Linked DNA regions of Sus scrofa: all the other regions are linked to region 3. The links are chromatin contacts, called in public HiChIP or PLAC-seq and promoter capture Hi-C maps. All regions are on one chromosome and are shown on one strand. The core of a region is the stretch at or near the end of the contact, and the rest is flanking DNA. Distances in the headings are between cores, read along the strand shown. Region 1 holds the start of C13H21orf2 (protein C21orf2). Region 2 holds the start of POFUT2 (GDP-fucose protein O-fucosyltransferase 2). Region 3 holds the start of PTTG1IP (pituitary tumor-transforming gene 1 protein-interacting protein).

What was found. Promoter capture Hi-C pulls out the DNA fragments that hold promoters and counts their contacts. HiChIP or PLAC-seq counts read pairs in DNA pulled down with a chosen protein or histone mark.
Region 1: an H3K27ac HiChIP or PLAC-seq map of alveolar macrophages shows a contact between it and region 3. The contact joins the promoter of C13H21orf2 here to the promoter of PTTG1IP in region 3. A contact is called at or near these places in 2 of 47 Hi-C or Micro-C datasets (heart right ventricle and liver) and 1 of 2 datasets of contacts at active chromatin or transcription factors (alveolar macrophages).
Region 2: a contact with region 3 is called in a promoter capture Hi-C map of liver, with 2.8 times the contacts expected there. The contact joins the promoter of POFUT2 here to the promoter of PTTG1IP in region 3. A contact is called at or near these places in 1 of 5 promoter capture datasets (liver) and 1 of 47 Hi-C or Micro-C datasets (heart right ventricle).

Annotation. Positions count from the first base shown.
Region 1 is chr13:207,203,371-207,206,070 of Sscrofa11.1, forward strand. C13H21orf2 (protein C21orf2) reads right to left here and starts at 1,371. Exons shown (of 7, transcript XM_021071512.1): 1 at 1,192-1,371. The coding sequence starts at 1,268. LOC102158266 (a long non-coding RNA gene) reads left to right here and starts at 1,478. Exons shown (of 4, transcript XR_299372.3): 1 at 1,478-2,256; 2 at 2,422-2,619.
Region 2 is chr13:207,816,779-207,819,478 of Sscrofa11.1, forward strand. It overlaps POFUT2 (GDP-fucose protein O-fucosyltransferase 2), which reads right to left and starts at 1,360. Exons shown (of 9, transcript XM_021071525.1): 1 at 1,180-1,360. The coding sequence starts at 1,310.
Region 3 is chr13:207,505,666-207,508,365 of Sscrofa11.1, forward strand. PTTG1IP (pituitary tumor-transforming gene 1 protein-interacting protein) reads right to left here and starts at 1,424. Exons shown (of 6, transcript XM_003359011.4): 1 at 1,214-1,424. The coding sequence starts at 1,313.

The sequences.
Region 1 (2,700 bases), core at 121-2,620, 300 kb before region 3:
TGTGGACAAAATGATTTGATCCTGAAGGGCTCCTTCTCGGATGAAGAAACGGCGGAGGCCACCCCATCTGAAGGACACGAAGACTTACTGGTTCTCAAGGCAGCTGCCCCGAGGGAGATAAACAAGGGCCTCTTTGTAAGAGGCCACTTCTGGGCCCAAACACGCGACTCGTGAACGCACTCAGCCTGAAATAGGGCCGTTGTTCCTCGCAGCTTCTGGAAGGATGACCTCGCCAAGCCCGACAACGCCACGCATTATTGAAAACAAACCACAGGGATGTTGTGGCCAAAACGCCAGATGTGCAGGGCAGAGAGAAAGGCTGTTTAATGAACAGGCAGAGCTCCGCAGTCAATGTGCTGCATTGGCTGGAGGGCGGCTGCCTCTGGCCGAGTGCCCAGCCGCACCTGAACTGTCCAGGGTACAGACTTGGGAGACGTGCTCGGAATCCCCAGCGAACACGTGTAGACCTTTCAGGAGTTTCAGAAGCACTTCGGGTCCTGCCTTGGCTCTGCGAGGGCTGGCTGCCTTGCCTTTGAGCCGACACCGACCCCACAGCACCTGTATCTCTCCTGTCTCGTGGGGACCGCCCCTCCCCCCAGGGCTCAATCACAAAAATGTTTGCTGAAGCTTCTCTCTGGGGTCCCAGTTTCCTTTCTTTCCCCTGGAAAAGGTGTTAATTCCCATGATCTCCCACCTCATCAGGCCTGGCTCCCAGGGGCTGCTGCCCATGTCAGAAATGAGACCTGTCCATGGAGGGAACTGTCGGCCCCACTGCAGCTCTCTACAGCCCAACAGCTTCTCCCAGGTAACTCCCTCCAATTGTTTCCAGCAAGGAGTGCAGGTTTGGAGCTTTGCATGAGACACCACCACTCACTCAGGAGGGGTGAACGTTCTGGAATGATCTTTGCCAAAGGCCGCCTGGGCCAATGGCAGCAACTCCCACATCCTGTGAGCCCCCAGGACCCAGCAACGGCCAGGAAGGTGAGGCCGGAGGTACCCCCGTCCCTGAAATCCTCGGCATCCTTCCCAGGCCCTTCTCGGCTGTGCCCCGGAGCAGAGATGCGGGGCGGGGGTCCTCGCTCCAGGGCGGAGGTGCTGGGCTGGGGTCTCTGTTTTCCGATAGCTCTGCCCTAGGGCTGGGTTCCCGGGGAGAGGGTGCCGGACAGGGGGGAGGACGGCCTCCGGCCTCACCAGCAGTTGAGCTTCCGCACGTTGTGCAGCTCCGAGGCCTTGGCCCGGGACAGGACCATCTTCCGCGTCAGCTTCATGGCGGCGGCCGCAGGACCCCAGACCCCGGCAGAGCTCTCGAACCGCTCGCTAACCCGAGGTGGTCGGCCCCGCCGCGGCGCGTTTCCAGGGGGCGGGGCCTATGTCGCCAGGGGCGGGTCCAGAGAGCCCATTGGCCGCCGGCGAGGGGGCGGGTCAGCGCGAGCGCAGTGGGCCGCCCGGGCTTCCTCTTCGCGCTTTGGCTCCGCCCCCCGCCCGCTCCGCCCTGCCCCGGCGGCGCGCCGCCGGTCTTGCGCCTGCGCAGAGTGGGAGGCCAGGCTCTGACGTCATCCTTCCGCGCCGGGGTTGGGGACCCACCGCCCTCGCCGAGCGTCAAGGGGGTGGGCTCTTAACTGCCCCGGGTTACAAAGAGTTAAAGAGTTGAAAGGACTTGTCCTGACCCCTTCGTCTCGGCACTTACGGAAGGAGGCAGGTGCCGAAGATACCGGCCAGCCCGAAGGGAGCCCTCACGGCACTTGAATGCTTTAGAAGTCAAGTTCTTTGGGCTGCCTGCAGAGGGCGCTAGGACAGGGATCCAGGATCTCAGACTGCTGGGGGGACGAGACCGAGACCGGCCTCCTCTGGGACCTCGTCCCCACGGCCCCGGTCCCGGCTTCGGCCCGCCCAGCCCGGTCTCAGCAAAGATCCTGCTGGTCACCCCAGCCCATCTCCGATCACCCCGGACACCTGATGCGTTCTTCGTCCCCCCTCTCCCGCGGAATCTAGTCCGTGACTCAGTCCCCTACCCGTCACGTCTCTCAGGAGCTTTCCACCCACTGGCCTCTCATGCGCCTTGGCCATAAATCCCCCGTCTTTGTTGAATTGGAGTTGAGCGCTCTCTTTCTCCTCTCACTGCAATAATTTTGAATAACGCTTTTACCAACTGGTCAGAATCATCGTTTTCTTTCACAGAGGTCAGCGATGGCTTTCTCAGAGTCACCTCCGAAGCCCAGGGCTGTGGAGGATCTCCCTGTTGGAGGGACCTCTGTGGTGAGGAGGGGTCATGATTCAGTGGGGACAGTGGGATTTTGCTGCAGGATCTCCCATCCCATCCAACACCGCCATTGTCCTTAGGAAGACCACAGGGAATTCTAAAAAGAGAAGCATTCGCACCGTAGTTTAACAACTGCTGCATTTTCTTTTTTTTCATTTTAGAAACCGTTGACGTTCCATCCACCCATTTTTATTTTAAGAGTTTGTGGAAGAACTCAAGACCCCTCAGTGGCTGTTCCTACCCACTTGGTGGCCTGAGCAGTGGGAGCTGCAGCCCAGTCTTCAGTGGCAGGCTAAGCATTCAGAATCTAGTATAGGGAACGGCCGGATGGGCACGGAGGCACCCACCTGCCACCACAGGTGAGTAGCGGTGACCTGGGGCTGCAGCGGCCCATTCACCCTGAAATGCCTCCTTGGTCGCAGGCTTCTCAGCTGCTCTTG
Region 2 (2,700 bases), core at 110-2,609, 310 kb after region 3:
GCCTACCACCTGTTATCATTAGAATTTCCAAATGAAAAATAAGCGTATTTTTTTTTCTTTTTTTCTTTTTTTAAAAGAGCCACACCTGCAGCATATGGAAGTTCCCAGGCCAGGAATCTAATTGGAGCTGCAGCTGCAGGCCTACACCACAGCCACAGCAACACCAGATGGGAGAGGTGGCTTCGACCTGCACCACAGCTCACGGCAACAGCCAGATCCTTAACCCACTGAGTGGGGCCAGGGATCAAACCTGCATCCTCATGGATACTAATCCAGTTCATTACCCCAAGCCACAGTGAGAACGCCTGTGTATTTTCCTACTAGTAAGAAGAGTAGCAATGTTTTCAGTTTTTGCAAATTTCTTTGGTCTGGTGACAGCTGGATTTTCCTGCCTGCTTCTGCATCCCCTGTGTATCACAGGCCTGATGGTCTCTGGAAAAACCCCACAGTAAACTCAAGAGGGAATGTGGGCAAAAGAACAGACAGCAACCTGGTGTTTCTAAGGCCTGGCAGCTGGGGGTCCTTGGACACACTTGGAGAACTGCTGCCCTATCCAAAGCAAGACCCCTCTACAAAACCCAGGCAGGGGTCCTCGGCTTCTGTCCGCCCCCCTCCCTTCTCTGCATTAGTTCTTCCCACAATCTCTGCTCCTGCAGATGAGGCTGCTTGGTAATCCTCGGCTTGGGGCTCTAACCCCCCAAGCCTGCCAACACCGAGACGAAGGGGCCCATTCACCATCTCTACACCCCGCATCCAGCGGTCTGGTTTGGGTCAAGCCCTCAGTAACCGCTGAACGACCCAGAGGCTTGTTTCTCATTCCTGAGACTTATCTACGAAAACAACCAACATCTGGATGGATCGGCCTCCGCTCCCCGTCGGGCTCCCAGGCGGGGGGCGCGAGCCAAGGTAGCCCCGGCAGCCGGGACCTCCCGGAGCCCCAGGAAGCGCAGGCCGTGGGCCCCTGTTAGGTGATGCGGGCCTTGCCCGGGGTTTGAGGAGCCCGAGAACCGGATATTCGAATGGGTGGTTCTTAAGAAAGCCAAGCCTTGTTTATCTGTAGGATCCTCTGCCCCAGGCCGGCCCCTCCGCTCCGCTCCCAGCCCCGCCCCTACCGCCGGCCGCCACCCCCAATCCGGTCCCAGCCCCCCAGCCCCGCAGAGGGCGCGGACGCGCGTTTACCGTCTGCGGGACGCCGCCCCCGACAAGATGTCGGCTGCCGACTGGCCCGGCCAGAACTCCTCGCCCGAGGCTGCGACGGGCGGCCAGGACGCTGCCCCGAGGAGCAGGCAGACGACGCTGAGCGCCGCCATGGCCCCGGCGGCCACACACTTCCGGCGACCGCGCCCCGCCCCGGAAGCGCAGCCCGCGCTCTAGCGTAGCGTCACCTGTAGCCACGGCAACGCTCCGGAGCCCGCCCAGCGCATGCGTCTTGTGTGACTCCGCGTCCGGAAGCTCCTGGGGCAGAACTTGCGAGGGGAGCAGGGGCGGGACGAGGGGCGGGACAGATGGGCGTGGCCTACCTATGGGCGGGGCTCTAGGACGTCCTCGGGGCAGGTTGCCCTGAGGCAGCTGGGGCGGAGCTGGAGCCGGAGGGAGCGGGCTGGAGCCTGGGGGCGTGCCCGGGGCGTGTCTGGGGCGGGGCCAGGTGTCTAGGCGCCGACACCCTCACCTGCCCGCCAAGCCGGGCTCCTCCTGGGCTCCGCTGCCTCCGCCTCCGCACCAGGTGCGAACACTGTCAGCGTGTGGCCTGGGGGCGGGCAAGCCAGGGGACTGACCTCAGACCCTCACGGCTGGCCAGGTGGGGTACCTGGGTCGCAGATCCGCCTGGCCCGCCGCGGGCCTTGAATTAGCGCTGCTGGGCAGTTTCTGAGATGACTGGGTCTCTCCCAAGAGGTAGGTGTGGCAGGAGGCCGTCAGGGCGGGGGTACCCGATGCTGGGCTGGGCGCAGTCTCACAGCGCGAGGAGGGCAGAGCGGGCGGCGAGCCTGGGACATTTGGGGGATGGGGTGGGATGGTGTGTGTCCCTTGGTCGGGGCGGGCTGAGCGGTTGTCCTCAGGATCTCTCCTTCCACAGCAGGGGGCCCTCTCCCCGCCCTTCACTGCGCCCCATTCCCAGGAGTGCCCCACAGACCTGTGCCCGCACTGGGCACTATCTCTGAGAGGTCGGAGCTCCTGGTGGCTCCTGCCTGGGGCCAAGAACTGTACCTGACCTGTTAGGACGATGGGGCCTTTGTAGCTCCTGGTTTGAAACCTCAGTCTCTGAGGCAGGGTGGCTGCGGCCAGCCCCTCGCTGCCATGAAGTGAAGGCTCAGGCAAGGTGGAATTATTGGCTGTCTTTGCCGTCCAAGCCTTTTTCGCTCGGAGGTGTCTGGGACCAAGCGTGTTTGCCACCGTCCACCTGGGAGGGTGCCTGGCATCATTAGAGAAATGGAAATGAAAACCACAGCAAGGTCCCACTGTTTGCTGGGCAGAATGGTCACACGCGACGCTGACAACCCCCGGCGTCGAGCCGAGGCTCAGCTGGGACCCGGTACGCCGTCAGCAAGGTATCCACACACATCACCTCAGAAATGCTCCTACAGCTTCTCGTACAGTGAGACTCACACCTGCCCCGGAGGCAGCCGTTTCATCCCTATGTGTTCACCTGAGAGCAAGTCAAAGCGCACGTACTCCTGAGGACTGCCCCTCCCACGAGCCAAG
Region 3 (2,700 bases), core at 174-2,673:
CTCACACCCACCCAGTCGGGTAAAAAGAACTCATAATACATTCGTGCCGAAAACACATTCTGGACCTAAAGCTCCCCATTCTGCGCGACCTGACTGCCGCGCCACAGAGGTACACGTTAGTGCGCTGGGAAGCAGACGAGCAGGAACTCAAGCAGCCTTGCGCTGGAACAAGCAGCCCATAAGGTCACAAAGCGGACAGGTGCTTGGCTGTGCTGAACCGAAGCTGACCAGCCAGGGCTCTGCTCTCCACGCCTGGTGATCGCGGGACGCCCCATCCCCAGCTGCTCCTGAGATTTCCACCACCTTCCAGCAGCCAGGTCCCTGGAACTCCTGTGCCCTCTTATCCCATGCTCCCCTCACCCACCCCCAAGCACTCTGCTAGTTCCTGGTCAGTCTCCCAGGAAGTCTGGTTCTCCACCTGCCAGCCGCCACCCGGCCCAGCACCTGACACAGGTGGTACCAAGAATAGGTGGGATAAACCAAGGAAGGCTGACAACGGCTGCGGGTCTGGAGAGCGAAGAAACCCAGCCTCAGGGTTAGTTCAAGCCCTGGCCACTCTCCCCGGAGCTCCCTGGAGAGGGGGTCTACTGGGCACAGAGGGCGTGGGTGGGGGCCTGCACACAGGCCTCCCCGGAGTCTGAGCAGAGCGGAGCAGAGCCCCCAACACACCAGCCGCGCCCTCACAAGGGCTGGGCCCCTGGACTCCGGGCGGCTGACCCGCCAAGGGACAAGCAAGCTCCCAAGCCCTGCTCCCACCACCCCACAGCGCTCTCGGAGAGGGTCGTGGCGAGGTTAAGGAGCTGACCGTGCTCTCGGGCCAGGCCGCCCGCACGCTGAGCCAAAGGGCCGGCACGCAGTCTTCCCCCAGCCCCTGCTGCCCCGGCCGGACACTCGGGTGGGCCCCTGGCGGCCCCCGCAAACCGCACAGGCCCTAGGCAGCAACCTCTCGCCCCCCCCAGCACCCTCGCTTCCGGGCCTCTCGACCTTGTGCCCCCTCGCTCCTTGCCCCAGACCCCGCGCTCCCAGGGCCCTTTGATCCCCGCCCTCCCCTCGACCCCGACCCCGACCCCGCGCTCCCCGGCCCCTCGACCCCCGCCCCCTTCCTCCCGACCCCGCCTGTCAGGCCTCTCGACCCTGCGCTCCCCGGGCGCCTCGACCCTGGTCTCCCTCCCGACCCCGTGACCCTGACCCCGCGCCCCCCGGCCGCCCTCACCCTGCGCCGAGGCCGTCGGCAGGAGCAGTAGGAGCAGCGCGGCGCCGCCGAGGGCCAGTGCCCAGCGCAGCGTCGGCCCGCGGGCCCCACTGGACGCCATGGTGGCTTTGGTGCCGCTGGTCAGTCGTCGTCTGCGGCCGGACCCACCCCACTGGGACCCCGGCCAGGCGCCTCTGCCCGGAAGAGCCGCGCGCCGGAAGTGGGCGGGGCGACGGTGGAGCAAGTGCGCAACAGGAGGCCCCGCCCCCTCGCCCTACGGGCCCCGCCCCCTGCCTCTCGCGGGCCCGCCTCCCCGCTCCGCGCGGAGCTCAGTGCGCCTGCGCGACTGGGAGGGGCGGCCAGTCCCGGGCTTGGCTTGGCCCTGACCCTGGAGGGGTGGAGAATCCGCCTCCGGGAGTAGAGCTGTAGCGGTGTGTCCTGGAATGGCCCCGAGGGCGGTGCCTAACCAGCGTCCTCGGCTGCATAGCCAGCGTGCTCGGCCCCGATCCCCGCCCGGAGGGCCTCCCCCGCCCCCGGGCACCCGCGTCCCCGGACGCCCATCACCTCCGCGAGTGGAGCCTGCGGGCCGGGGACCAGTGTGCAGCGGCCGGCTCCTGGGAGGTCTGCAGCCGGAGGGCGTCGCGAAATGATAACAATACATATTGCAAGAGTCCAGTTACTTTCTTTTTAAGATTGTGTTTCCATAGTCAAAGTGGAACGGGACTTTGGGAATCGCACAGGGAAGCGATCCAACCCCTAAGCTTCCTGGGGTCACTGACTGGCGGCTTCCTGGACCAGCCTGATAAGAGCACCTCCCCCCCTAGCAGCACTGCCGGGGGGGGGGGGGGGGGGGGGGGGGGAGAAAGAGAAAAAAAGGGGGGGGCAGGGCTGGAGCGGCTGCCGCGTGCTCTCTCTCAGGGCCTCAACATCATGTTCCGGCTCCTGTTCCACTGCTGCCCCACACCTACCTCAACCCTGGAGGGGCTGCGGAGGAATCCAGGCAGTGGGCTTTGCAGTCTAACGTGGGGTCCAGCTGACCCCAGAGAGGGCTGTGCAGTCGGCCGTGATTGGGGCACGGCTCCCTGTCAGCATGGCCTGCCCTTCCCCTCTGCCCACATTGCTCGCCCCGAGACAGCCCAAGGTGGGTAGAATTTCACAGGCCCTCACCCCATTGGGTCTGTGTGGAGGACTCCTTGGCCTGGAAGACAGAGCTGGTTGCCCTGTATTTGTGCCTCCTGCAGTGCGGAGGAGCCAAAGGCGGCACCACCTCCTCCTGCCCGGTCAGCAGTGGGGGGCGTGGGTGTGGGAGATGCCAGCCCTGCCAGGTCCTCCCTCCAGGACCTCAGCTTCCATGAGCTTGAGTGCCTCAGTTCAGCTCGGCCGGATGGAGTAGGACAACCACACAGGCCGGTGTGGAAGTCCCTGTGAGGGACCACAGATAGGGAAGGGACTTCGGGAGACCACTGTGCCTTAATGACCGCTCAGGACAGCCGTCAGAAGAGGTAGGC